Linked DNA regions of Macaca mulatta: region 2 is linked to region 1. Evidence: chromatin contacts called from public Hi-C data. All regions are on one chromosome and are shown on one strand. The core of a region is the stretch at or near the end of the contact, and the rest is flanking DNA. Distances in the headings are between cores, read along the strand shown. Region 1 holds the start of DCC (DCC netrin 1 receptor). Region 2 has its middle 490 kb from the start of MEX3C.

The links. Hi-C and Micro-C count contacts between places; a contact is called where the count stands out from the background.
Region 2: a Hi-C map of fetal cortical plate shows a contact between it and region 1, with 2.3 times the contacts expected there. The contact joins the enhancer-like site here to the promoter of DCC in region 1. A contact is called at or near these places in 2 of 14 Hi-C or Micro-C datasets (fetal cortex germinal zone and fetal cortical plate).

The regions. Positions count from the first base shown.
Region 1 is chr18:39,922,508-39,927,718 of T2T-MMU8v2.0, forward strand. It overlaps DCC (DCC netrin 1 receptor), which reads right to left and starts at 2,478. Exons shown (of 29, transcript XM_028837901.2): 1 at 1,747-2,478. The coding sequence starts at 1,837.
Region 2 is chr18:40,615,937-40,621,147 of T2T-MMU8v2.0, forward strand. No RefSeq gene overlaps it. Among named protein-coding and RNA genes, the nearest start is that of MEX3C, 490 kb to the right of the region's middle. Within about 2 kb of position 1,980, at least 8 of the 40 cell types and tissues checked have an H3K27ac peak or open chromatin away from gene starts, as enhancers often do. A contact at or near this core is called in fetal cortical plate, where this site is marked.

The DNA.
Region 1 (5,211 bases), core at 1,228-3,727:
GAACTTCCCCTTTCCCGTGGGCAAACTGCCATAGAAAGCCCAAGTCAATCTTCTGGGCAGAAGGAGGATCCTCCTCGCAGCAGCCTCTATCATTTTAGGGTCTCGAGGAGGGAATTTAAAACGGATATCTATTCATTACTGCGGAGATACACTCCCGCCCCCCCCCCCCCACGCCCACCTTTCGCGAGAGTAATTGTTGAGGACAAAGCTCCGGGAGAGAAGAGCCGGGGGGAGGAGGGGACCGGCCCGAGAGCTGAGAGGGAGGGAGGGAGCATCAGCGGCTGAGCGCGTGGATGCGGGTACGCGCTCATCACACGAGCGCGCGTACACACACACACACACACACACACACACACACACACACACACCCCTCCTGCCTGCTCTCTCTGTCTCGGGCCAAAGGAGGATGAGGAGCTGAGTCCGAATGCAAGCGCAGATTCCTGCCTGCGTGCGGCCGCGCCAGGCTTTGGGGAGCCTCGGGCTGCCTCGGCGCTTGACTGAATCCTTCGCGACCGTGAGAGGCGCATTTTCCACTCGCGTTCGCAACCCTTGGCCATGCAGCACTTAGCAGAGACTAGAAAGCCGGAGCTGCGGGCTCCGGGGAGCTTAGGGGCTTGGCCGCGATTTCTGTGCCATTCCCTATTAATTTCCCAGGCACGAACTGGGGAGCTCCTACTCAACGCCCGGTCTCTGCCTGAGCCTCTTTTTCCTTTGGATTTGGAAAAAGGTCGTTTCCGAAGGGATCTGAATGCTCAGCCAGCCGCTCTCCTCTCCTTTGCCAGGCCCGCTCCCTGTACCCCAGTGCCCATCGACACTTGTGGTGAGGTCCCGCAAAACAAGTGGATCTTATCAGAAGTCATTTGGCTCTTTTCTATTCTTTTGGCCGTCGAAGCCGCCAGCTCCGTATTCGGAGATTACAGCAGCCCTGATCAGCCTTCAGGTCCCTCTTTCTCCTGCTCTAGCCCAATCCAATCCCCAAACAGTTTTGCCATTTTTAATTAGAAACTGAGCTTGGCAAGTGCCAGGGCCAGGGGGCCGGTTCTCTGGAATATCAATCATTTGGAGTTTGGAGGTGTCCTGGAGCTATATGGAGACTCAGCTTGCAAACTACATTCACCGTTAAAAAATAAAACAAAATTAAACACGCCCTCCTCCTTGGCAACTCTGTGCCTCCTTCAGTACCGGGATCCCCTCCTTGGAAGTACCACAACAAATTAGCTGTCCCTTTCCCGATTCTCAATCACCAAGTCCAAAAATCCAAACCAAAAGGAGATGTATTCACACACCAACGACTCAGCCCCACCATCTACATTCTGCGCAGACTTCCTCAAAGCCCCTGCACGTCCTTCTCGCCTGCCCCTGTTGCCCCAATCCTCCCCACTTGGTAGGTTTCTGAGGCTTTAAGGATACAACCCAGTTCCTTTCAAGGATATCCCCACCACCTGCCCCAGCCCGCCGGCTCTCCAAACCAACGCAAGTATTTGCAGAAGCAAAAATGCGTGAAGCATCGGATTTTAAAACAGCGAAGGGGTGCCCCTAGCACCCAGCCCCACCATCATCCGCTCCCAGGGAAGAAAATAACACTTCTATCTTTTATCATCGGTGAGGAAATTGGGGGGGGGGGGCAGCGCAAGCGCCAAATCTCTTGCTATCCCCCACCCCAATTCTACTACTCGCCAAATGAGATGAGAAGGGAAGTGGGGTACGGAAGGGGGTGCGACGAGAAGAAAGGAAAGAACCACTTACCGGTTACTTGAAGATGCGCGCTGAGCAAGGAAGCTCCGAAGAGTACAAAAGCCAGCTTGGGTACCCAAACACATCCAAGACTATTCTCCATATTTCAGCCAACACCTTCGGGGCCAGGGGTCGTGGGCAGCGACAGCACTCACACACATGCACTCACACACGCATGCACACATGCACACACACGCGCCGAGCCCCTTCGGCTTCCTCCTCCTCCTCCTCGTCCTCTTCCTCCACCTCTTTCTCCACCTCCCCTGTGCCTCTGCTGCCTTCGAAGCCTTTTTCCTTGTCCACTGACAGAATCAGCAGCAAAAGCAGGCAGCAAAAAGTTCCATTCGGTCCAAGAGATCCCGAGCCCCGGTAAAACCTTGGAAAACTAACTCAAGGAAACGGAGGGAGCCAGAGGAGGGAAGACAGCTCTCTGAGGGTCTCGCAAGTCATCAATAAACCACATCCAGGAGGGACCAAGAGGAGATGGAAGGCAATCCTGTGGCCGGGCTGTGCATTAAAAGGTTGAGGCTGGTTCCATGTCGTCTGTTGGGTAAAGTTGAAGAGACAATTCCGCGCGAGAGCTGGAGATGCTGCTGGTTTTTCTTCCAAGAGCCGAGGGGACCGAGGGAGGAGAGGCGGGGTGGGGGGACTGCGGGGTGGAGCGCTCTCACTTGTTACTGGGGTGTCCGCCAGTGGTGTGCGAGCTGAGAGTTGGAACCGTACTACACATTGATCCGGAGAAGTGGAGGGCTGGAAGGGAAAATGTGGAGACCGGAGGGAAAGGAACTGGATCAGGCAAAGATTCCACGGGAAGGGGGTGGGGGCACAGAGACTATGGCTTAGGGAAAAAAGAGCGGACGCAGGAGGCTTCCAGCAGCTGCATTTGCCTGGTCTACGTATCAATGCGCAGGGATGCCCTCTGTGGGCAAAGCGTGGGAAGTCACTTTTGTCAATGGAGCCTGCGAACATCCTGAGCGTCTGGAGGTTTTGCAGCGACTGTGTTTGACACTCAGCCTTCAGGAAATTATTTGTATTTGACTGTAAAACCTAGGCGGGTGTTTAAGGCGGAGCAGATGGCCAAGATGTTTAGTTCCTTCTCTGCCCTTGGCATGATTTAAAATATAATTTTTCATTTGGAAAGGATCACCTGACCCAACTCCCTTCTAAGACGGGTGGAAAATCGAGATCCTGAAACACACAGCGGACAAAGGCCAGAAGTTATTTCCTGACATAATAGCTAGGGGCCTTCTTTTGTAGGACGTTTCATGTCGTCTGTGTTCTCTCTTCTCTCTTGTTTTCTTTAACATATTTAAAAGCACTTTTCATGTTCTAGGTGTTCTGTTGGCTCCCACGAAATAGTTGGGACATCTAGTGAAACTCAGTCTCTATCCTCAAGGGGTTTGTGATCCGTTGGGAGAGAAGCTAAATGGATAATTATAAAGTATGGTGACAAATATGATGGTTCACGTCATGGAGGGGGTGCTCTGGGAGAACAAGAAAGACATTTCTTCAGTCCCTGGCACATAAAGTGAAGCAACCATGCACAGGCGTGCGCACACACACACACACACACACACACACACACACACAGCAGGAAACTTAGGAAGGTTGAACAGTAAAGCCCTTTCAGGAAACTGTTTAAGCTGAGTTCCTTTGTGTAACTTGTCTCTGCTGCAGGACCTCAAGCTCCTTTGAGAGGAGAGAGGTTGTATGCCACCCATCTTTGCACTCCTCACAGGTGCTAGCATAGAACTTGGAATTCTGCACATGTTGATACGTTTTTGCTGAATAAGTGAACTTACAAACCAATGAATTTGGCCGGGAAGGATAATGAATAGAAATGTCATTCTAGTAAAAGTACTGTCGTTTAAGGAGATGTTCAGCGGCGGGTTCAGACCATTCCTCACTAGATTGTTCCCCACCTATTCTTGTTACCCTCCCATGCTCCCCAGGCTGTGAGCAGAGAGAATGTGAATATCTATTTAAGAAGACAGGCATGGGGGAAAGCATGAAAAATACAGGATAAAATCATCATCAGGGAAACTCCTATGATGCTGGAACTAGACAACAGTGTTTTAGATCCCTAGTCATGCCCATTCCTTCCTGTCTCAGAAAAGTTAAAATATGAAGTGCCTGTGATCACTAAAGCAAAACCTTCAAAGTAGCTTACATGGATGGGTTCTTTAGAGTGGGATAAAACTCTTTGGTTACCCCCAAATTTCTTGAAACACTCAAAACTTCCATTAGCTGAGGTGAAGCCTCTGGTGGTTCAGGACGGTTCTACAGCAAGGGTTCTTAACCCAGTCCATTAATCTTCCAGGGAAGTCTCTGCCAACAAAATTCAGGAAGTTTGTGAATATCCTGAAATTTTATGAAAAAAATGATTGGCTTGTGTGAACATGCTCTTTATTACTGGGAAGGGAGTCTTTAGCTTTCAGTAGATGTATAAGGTGAGTTCAAGCCTGCCTCCCTGCCAAAATGATGTAAAGAACCATTGCATAAGATAGTAGGCATGAGGGAAGAGTTGCAACTTCTTCTTAAGACTAATGAAGTCCTGTATTTCCCACATCAGTAATAGGATGTTCTCAACAAGTGGGAGGGAAGGCAGGAACCCAAGAATGGTCCATGCTGCTCAGATCTGGATTTTTCTTCAAATTTGTTTTAAGTTCATGGGTACATGTGCAGGATATGCAGGCTTTTTACGTGGGTAAATTTGTGCCATGGTGGTTTGCTGCACAGATCATCCCATCACCTAGGTATGAAGCTCAGCATCCATTAGCTATTCTTCTTGATGTTTTCCCTCTCCTCACCCCTCCCTCTGACAGGCCCCAATGTGTGTTGTTCCCTTGCCATGTGTCCATGTATTCTCATCATTCAGTTCCCACTTATAAGTGAGAACATTGTGGAAGAGAGTGTGGTGATTCCTCAAAGACTTGGAGGCAGAAATACCATTTGACCCAGCAATCCCATTACTGGGCATATATCCAAGGGAATGTAAATCATTCTATTATAAAGATACATGCACACATATGTTCTTTGCAGTACTATTCATAATAGCAAAGATGTGGAATCATCCTAAATGCCCATCAATAATAGACTAGACAAAGAAAATGTGGAATACTATGAATAAAATGTGGAACACCACAGAATACTATGCAGCCATAAAAAGGAATGAAATCATGTCCTTTGCAGGGATACAGATGAAGATGGAAGGCATTATCCTCAGAAAACTAATACAGAAACAGAAAATAAAATACCACTTAGATCTCCTTAACGGTACCTTGTTCAGCCTCACATAGCAGCTCTAGGGATCAAGTTACTCTTCACTATGGCCCTTGACCCCTATACCAAGTAGTACAAGCCATCAGTCCACTGACCAATGAGCTTCTACAAAAGACCATTGACTTCTCTTCCTCTTAAATACTCACTTGGTTCCACAGCTAGCCTCTGAAAGTTGCTTGTACTCTCTTCCCCAAT
Region 2 (5,211 bases), core at 730-3,229, 690 kb after region 1:
ATCGTGATATTCACATTTATTGTCTTTTCTCCTACCATAAAGTCTCCAGAGAAGACAATCCTGCCTGATATATGTTAGTTTCCCACAAAACATTCTGCACAATGAAAATACTCCGTAAATATGTGTTGAATGAATGGACACAGAGTGGGGAACATCACACACAGGGGCCTGTGGGGGATGGGGGTCTGGGGGAGGGATAGCATTAGGAGAAATACCTAATGTAAATGACAAGTCGATGGGTGCAGCAAACCAACATGGCACATGTATACCTATGTAACAAACCTGCACATTGTGCACATGTACCCTAGAACTTAAAGTATAATTAAAAAAAAAATGTGTTGAATGAATGAGGTCACTCTCAGTATTTAATAAAAATAAAAATAAATATTGCCTTAAAGATTAATTATTCTGCTGGGCTTCAGGGACACCATCCTTCTATACATTAAGGAATTGTCATCTTACTGCGATTTTGTCTTTTCATGATATAGAATTTTTAAAGGAACCATCTATTACTGAGGGTGCCAATTAATTGAGCTCCAACTATCTGAGGTTTACCAGGTGTACATCGATGCTCTGTTACAGAATCCCTTCCCACTTCCCTGGTCACGCCCTCTCCTACCCTGCCTGATGCCTAATCCTGTCAAAGCCTGACCTAGGTCTATCCTTCCCTGAACACTTCCCCAATCTTCCAAGACACAGGGATAGGTTTTCCTATGAACTCTCAGAGCAAATTTGTTGGCACGATGTACTTAGCAAAAACTACCTTTTGTGTTACTGGAGTGACCAAATTTCTTATCTTCTCTAGTAGACTGGATTTTATCTTGAGGAAAGGGATGATATTGTACATCTGTTATCTTAAACTCTAATAACTGGATCATATCCATTAATATTACTACAAGGCTTCCAAGCTCCTCAGTCAGCTCAGCCCTACAAGTAGCTTCCTCAGAGACAGCCACCATGTAAAACCCAGCCACAGCATCTCAGACACATACCAGTTCTGATATCCTCCTTTAAAGACAAGCCTGCCATCAGTTGTTTTCCTCTGAGCTTTGATCTCTCAGCCTCAGTGTGGATGAGCATTTTTTGAGGCTGCCGATCCAAGCTTTGTCCACCATATAATGGACATGAATACTGAACTGGTGTTGCTGTACTGGGTTCCAGTAAACAAAGGGTATCAGCTGGTCACACCATTCTGACCACGATGAGGACCAGGAAAAAACAAAATGGCAGAATTTATCCCTAAAGCAAGTATGTATATGTGAGTGTGTTTCTGTATGTGTGATAAAAAAAAAAAATGATCCCCCCACACTCCCGCCCAACAGGTTATAATGCCTGTCCCTGTATAGTGTTGCTTGCCAAGGTCCCAGAGGGAAAGAACAAGTTGTAATTGTACAAAATTCACTAGAACCCCAAACATGACAGTACATGAAATCTGCACATGAATTAGAACGTATAAGTCATGTGTGTTCTCCGGCCGTGGTAGCAGGGCGAATTTTTCCATCAATGAAAATAAAAATAAAGCTAAACTATGAGCGCCACCTGGTGGAGAAATTTCTCAGTGCGCTACCCTCCTCCACCGAGAGGCCAGGTGGAAATGCCAAGGGCGGGGTGCGCCCCTGGATGTGATCATCTGCTGTTGCTCATACCCCATCTCACCCAGGACATTAGGCCACTTCCTTGGCGTACAGGGAATTGGGGGTAGTTGCCTGAGTCCTCGCCCTCTGATATGAGCAGCAGCTGACACAAGACAGCGACACAGGGACAGCTGGTGTGATGCTGCTGGCTGGTACAACAAAAACAAAAGCCCCGATGCAAATTCATGAGTGTATGTATCACTCACACATTCATCCACAGGACCCCGACGCACATTCATGAGTGTGTGTGTCACTCACACACTCATCCACAGGACCCCGACGCACATTCATGCGTGTGTCACTCACACACTCATCCACAGGACCCCGACACACATTCATGAGTGTGTGTATCACCCACACACTCATCCATAGGACCCCGACGCACATTCATGAGTGTGTGTGTCACTCACACATACATAGGACCCCGAGGGACCCTTCTCCCTTTCCCATGTCCTGCCAAGGGAGAGGCTCTGTACTCTCCCTTTCTTAACTTTATTGTCTTTTCAGGACTTCCCTTTGCCCTTGAAGGACATTGTGACCTATGTAAATTCTGGGGTGGGACTGGCTGTAAATCCTATGGCAGGGAGTAGCCAGTAAGATCTGTCCTGTTACTGGCAACAGTCTAAGGATCTCCCTGGCGAGTTGTGTCACTCACCCGTTTTGCTTTCTATCCCAGCCAGTGACACGGACTTAAATTTGTCATGCAAGTTTGAATTGCTATTCAAGACTGCAAGAGAGGCTGGAACTGGACTCCTGGGTTCAATCTTCAAAGCGTTTCTGTCTAGCAGCTGCCATTTTGGACAAGCTCCTCGGTGAGGGAATCAATGAGACAGCATTTATCTTCCTGACAGAACGGCCCCCTAAGAGGCTGTTTGTTTTTGTGCTGGCACTGAGGAAGATACAGCTTAGATCCAGGCCCTGCCTCAGTGACTTCGCAAAGGGACAGGTTCTCCTCACCACAGTGACCACACTGAAGCCACTGACAGGGCAGGAGCCTTGGGGTTGCAGGTCCGGCAGCGGGACAGAGGTTCTCAGCAGAGGCCACACTTGAGAGAGCTGCATGCTGTTCAGGCGGGAGCCTTGTCTTTGTGAGCTGGAGCTGTTGGCTGCCTGCCATTTGTACAGCCTGAAGGAGTGTGTGTCTGTGGGAAGTGCATCCGCAGAGTCAGGCAGACCTGGATTGCATCTTGGAGCAGATGCTACCATCCCTGTAACCTTTCTTAACTCACTTCACCTCCCTGGGTCTCCTAGTTACCATCTATACAATGGGGATAATATGGCTTTCCTCATGGGGTTATTATAAGATCTAATGAATACAACAGTGCCTCACACAAGCAGGACTCAGTATTCATTCCCTACAGTTTTATCTTTGGAAAATAAGAAAACAACTATTTATGTTTGTGTATGTATGTGTTTATGATTTTTTTGCATATAGTTAATAACAATGAAAATGTACTTCTTTGGACACCAGAACTTTTTAAAACTAAAGCACATTGCTTCATTTTAGATTATCTAAAGAAATTAGCACTTAGAGGCCATGTTTTCACAATTTTTTCTTTTAGAACTTTAAAGATACAATATGATCCCTGTGCAACTGGGGTATTTTACATACTAGGAAATCTTTTTGCAACCAATCTTATTTGTTTTTCAGATAATACTCCGTAAGTAAATAAGTTTTTGCCCTTGGTAATTTTTTATTTCCTGCAAGGCGGAATTCTTTTTTCTTAGTAACAGAAACATTTATTAAACACTTAGATGTGGTAGACAGTGTTCTGCTTTTTTGTGTTTTCTAAATTTATTTTAGAAACAAAATTTACTGCTCTTGGTATACAGTTTTATGAATGTTGAAAAATGCATAGTGTCACAGACCCAGCATCACCATTGATAGAGAATATTTCTATCACCTTCCACAAAAAAAAAAATTCAGTCTTGCTGTTCCTTTGTAGTCAACTCCTCCCTCACTGTCAGCCTCTGGCAACCACTGGTGCATTCCCCACTGCTCCAGTTTGCCTTTTCCATCGTGTCATTTCAGTGGAATCATACTCTTTGTATTTTGGGGCTGCCTCTTCTTTCACTTAACATAATGCATTTGAGATTCACCCATGCGGTTGAATGTATCAGTGGTTCACCCCTCTTCATTGTAGATGTCAGAACCATAGTAAGAACCATGTTCCTCCATTCCCCTGTGCCTTTTTCCTAGCTTGGTGCAGAGGCAAAAGCAAACTAACAGAATCCTTAAGAGGCTTATGTACAGGTGGACCATACTGAGGCTCTTTAGGAGATCAAAACAAATGAAACAGTCCTTGGCCTCAGGAAAGTGATCATCCCACTGGCTGGCAGGTATACAGCCAGCTGTATCACATCGGGAAGAGAAACCAGGCGGCCTCCTACCAGTGAGGAGATGAGCACAAGGGTCAAAATAGAACACTGGCGTTTGGAGACAAAGGAAGATCACTAGATGTCAAGGGAGTCTTCATGGAGAAAGAGTTGAGGTGAGCTTGAAAGTAGAGGAAGCTTTGGGCAGGTGGGCAGGACTCCAGGGAGAACAGTGTGTGCCGAGATTGGAGAACAGGGCAGGGAATTCCCGCTTGAGGCAGATAGGATCCGGATGCAAGGAAAGAAAGGCAGTCAGTGTGGCTGGAGCACCAGGAGTGAGGGGAGATTGGCAGGAAATAAGGAGGAACCCAGAGACCAGATGAAAGGGCCATGAGGCCCCTGCATGGACTTTAGATTTACTTTGAGGCTGAGGGAGCTGCCAGAGGCGTCCGAGCAGGGGAGGAGCACATCTAATGTATTAATAAGATCACTCTGGCCATGCCTCTGCACATTATGAAGGAGCCAGAGGCAGACTTGGGACCAAACAGGAGGCTTTTACTTGATCCAAGTGATAGATGATAATGCCAGAAAGTGGAGGTAAAGGTGGTCACAGGTGATCAGAATCTGGATAGATTTTGCAGGTAGAACCAAGATGATTTTCTAAAATAGGCAACTGGAAGTCCAGAATTGCATTGAGATAAGAAGATTCAAGTGGGAAGACTGGAGAGGAAATCCGAGTCCAAACAGGAGGTGCTGAAGAATTGAGATCTGATCCTTACACTGAGGGAAAATTGCTGCAGATTTTAAAAAGGACGGTGCGTTTTTGAAAAGTCATTCTGGAAATGGTGGGGGCTGGATTAGAAGAGAGCAAGACGAGAGTCAGGGAGGCCAATTAAGATGCTGTAGCCACAGCCCAGGTGGGAAAGGCTTCCCAAGAACAGTGGCAAAGAAAGGGGCAGAGAGGCCAGAATCACCAGGGAGGGAGAACTGGCAGAGCTGGCAAGTAACTGGAGAAGACAGAGAATGGCCTTTAGTTAACTTTGTACTGTGTTGAGTTGAAAATGCCTCTTAAACATCTCTTATGGAGACGTTGGGTAGGTTCAGGGGAGAGGTGAGGGTTGGGAATATCAATTAGGGTGTCATCTGTGTATCAATGAACAAGCACACAAGATGGGTCAGAGAGGGAAGACAGTGAAGGCAGAGTGCCCTCAGTATGCCAGGCAGAGGGCCAGGCATGCAGAGAGGGAGGTCTGGGCTTGGA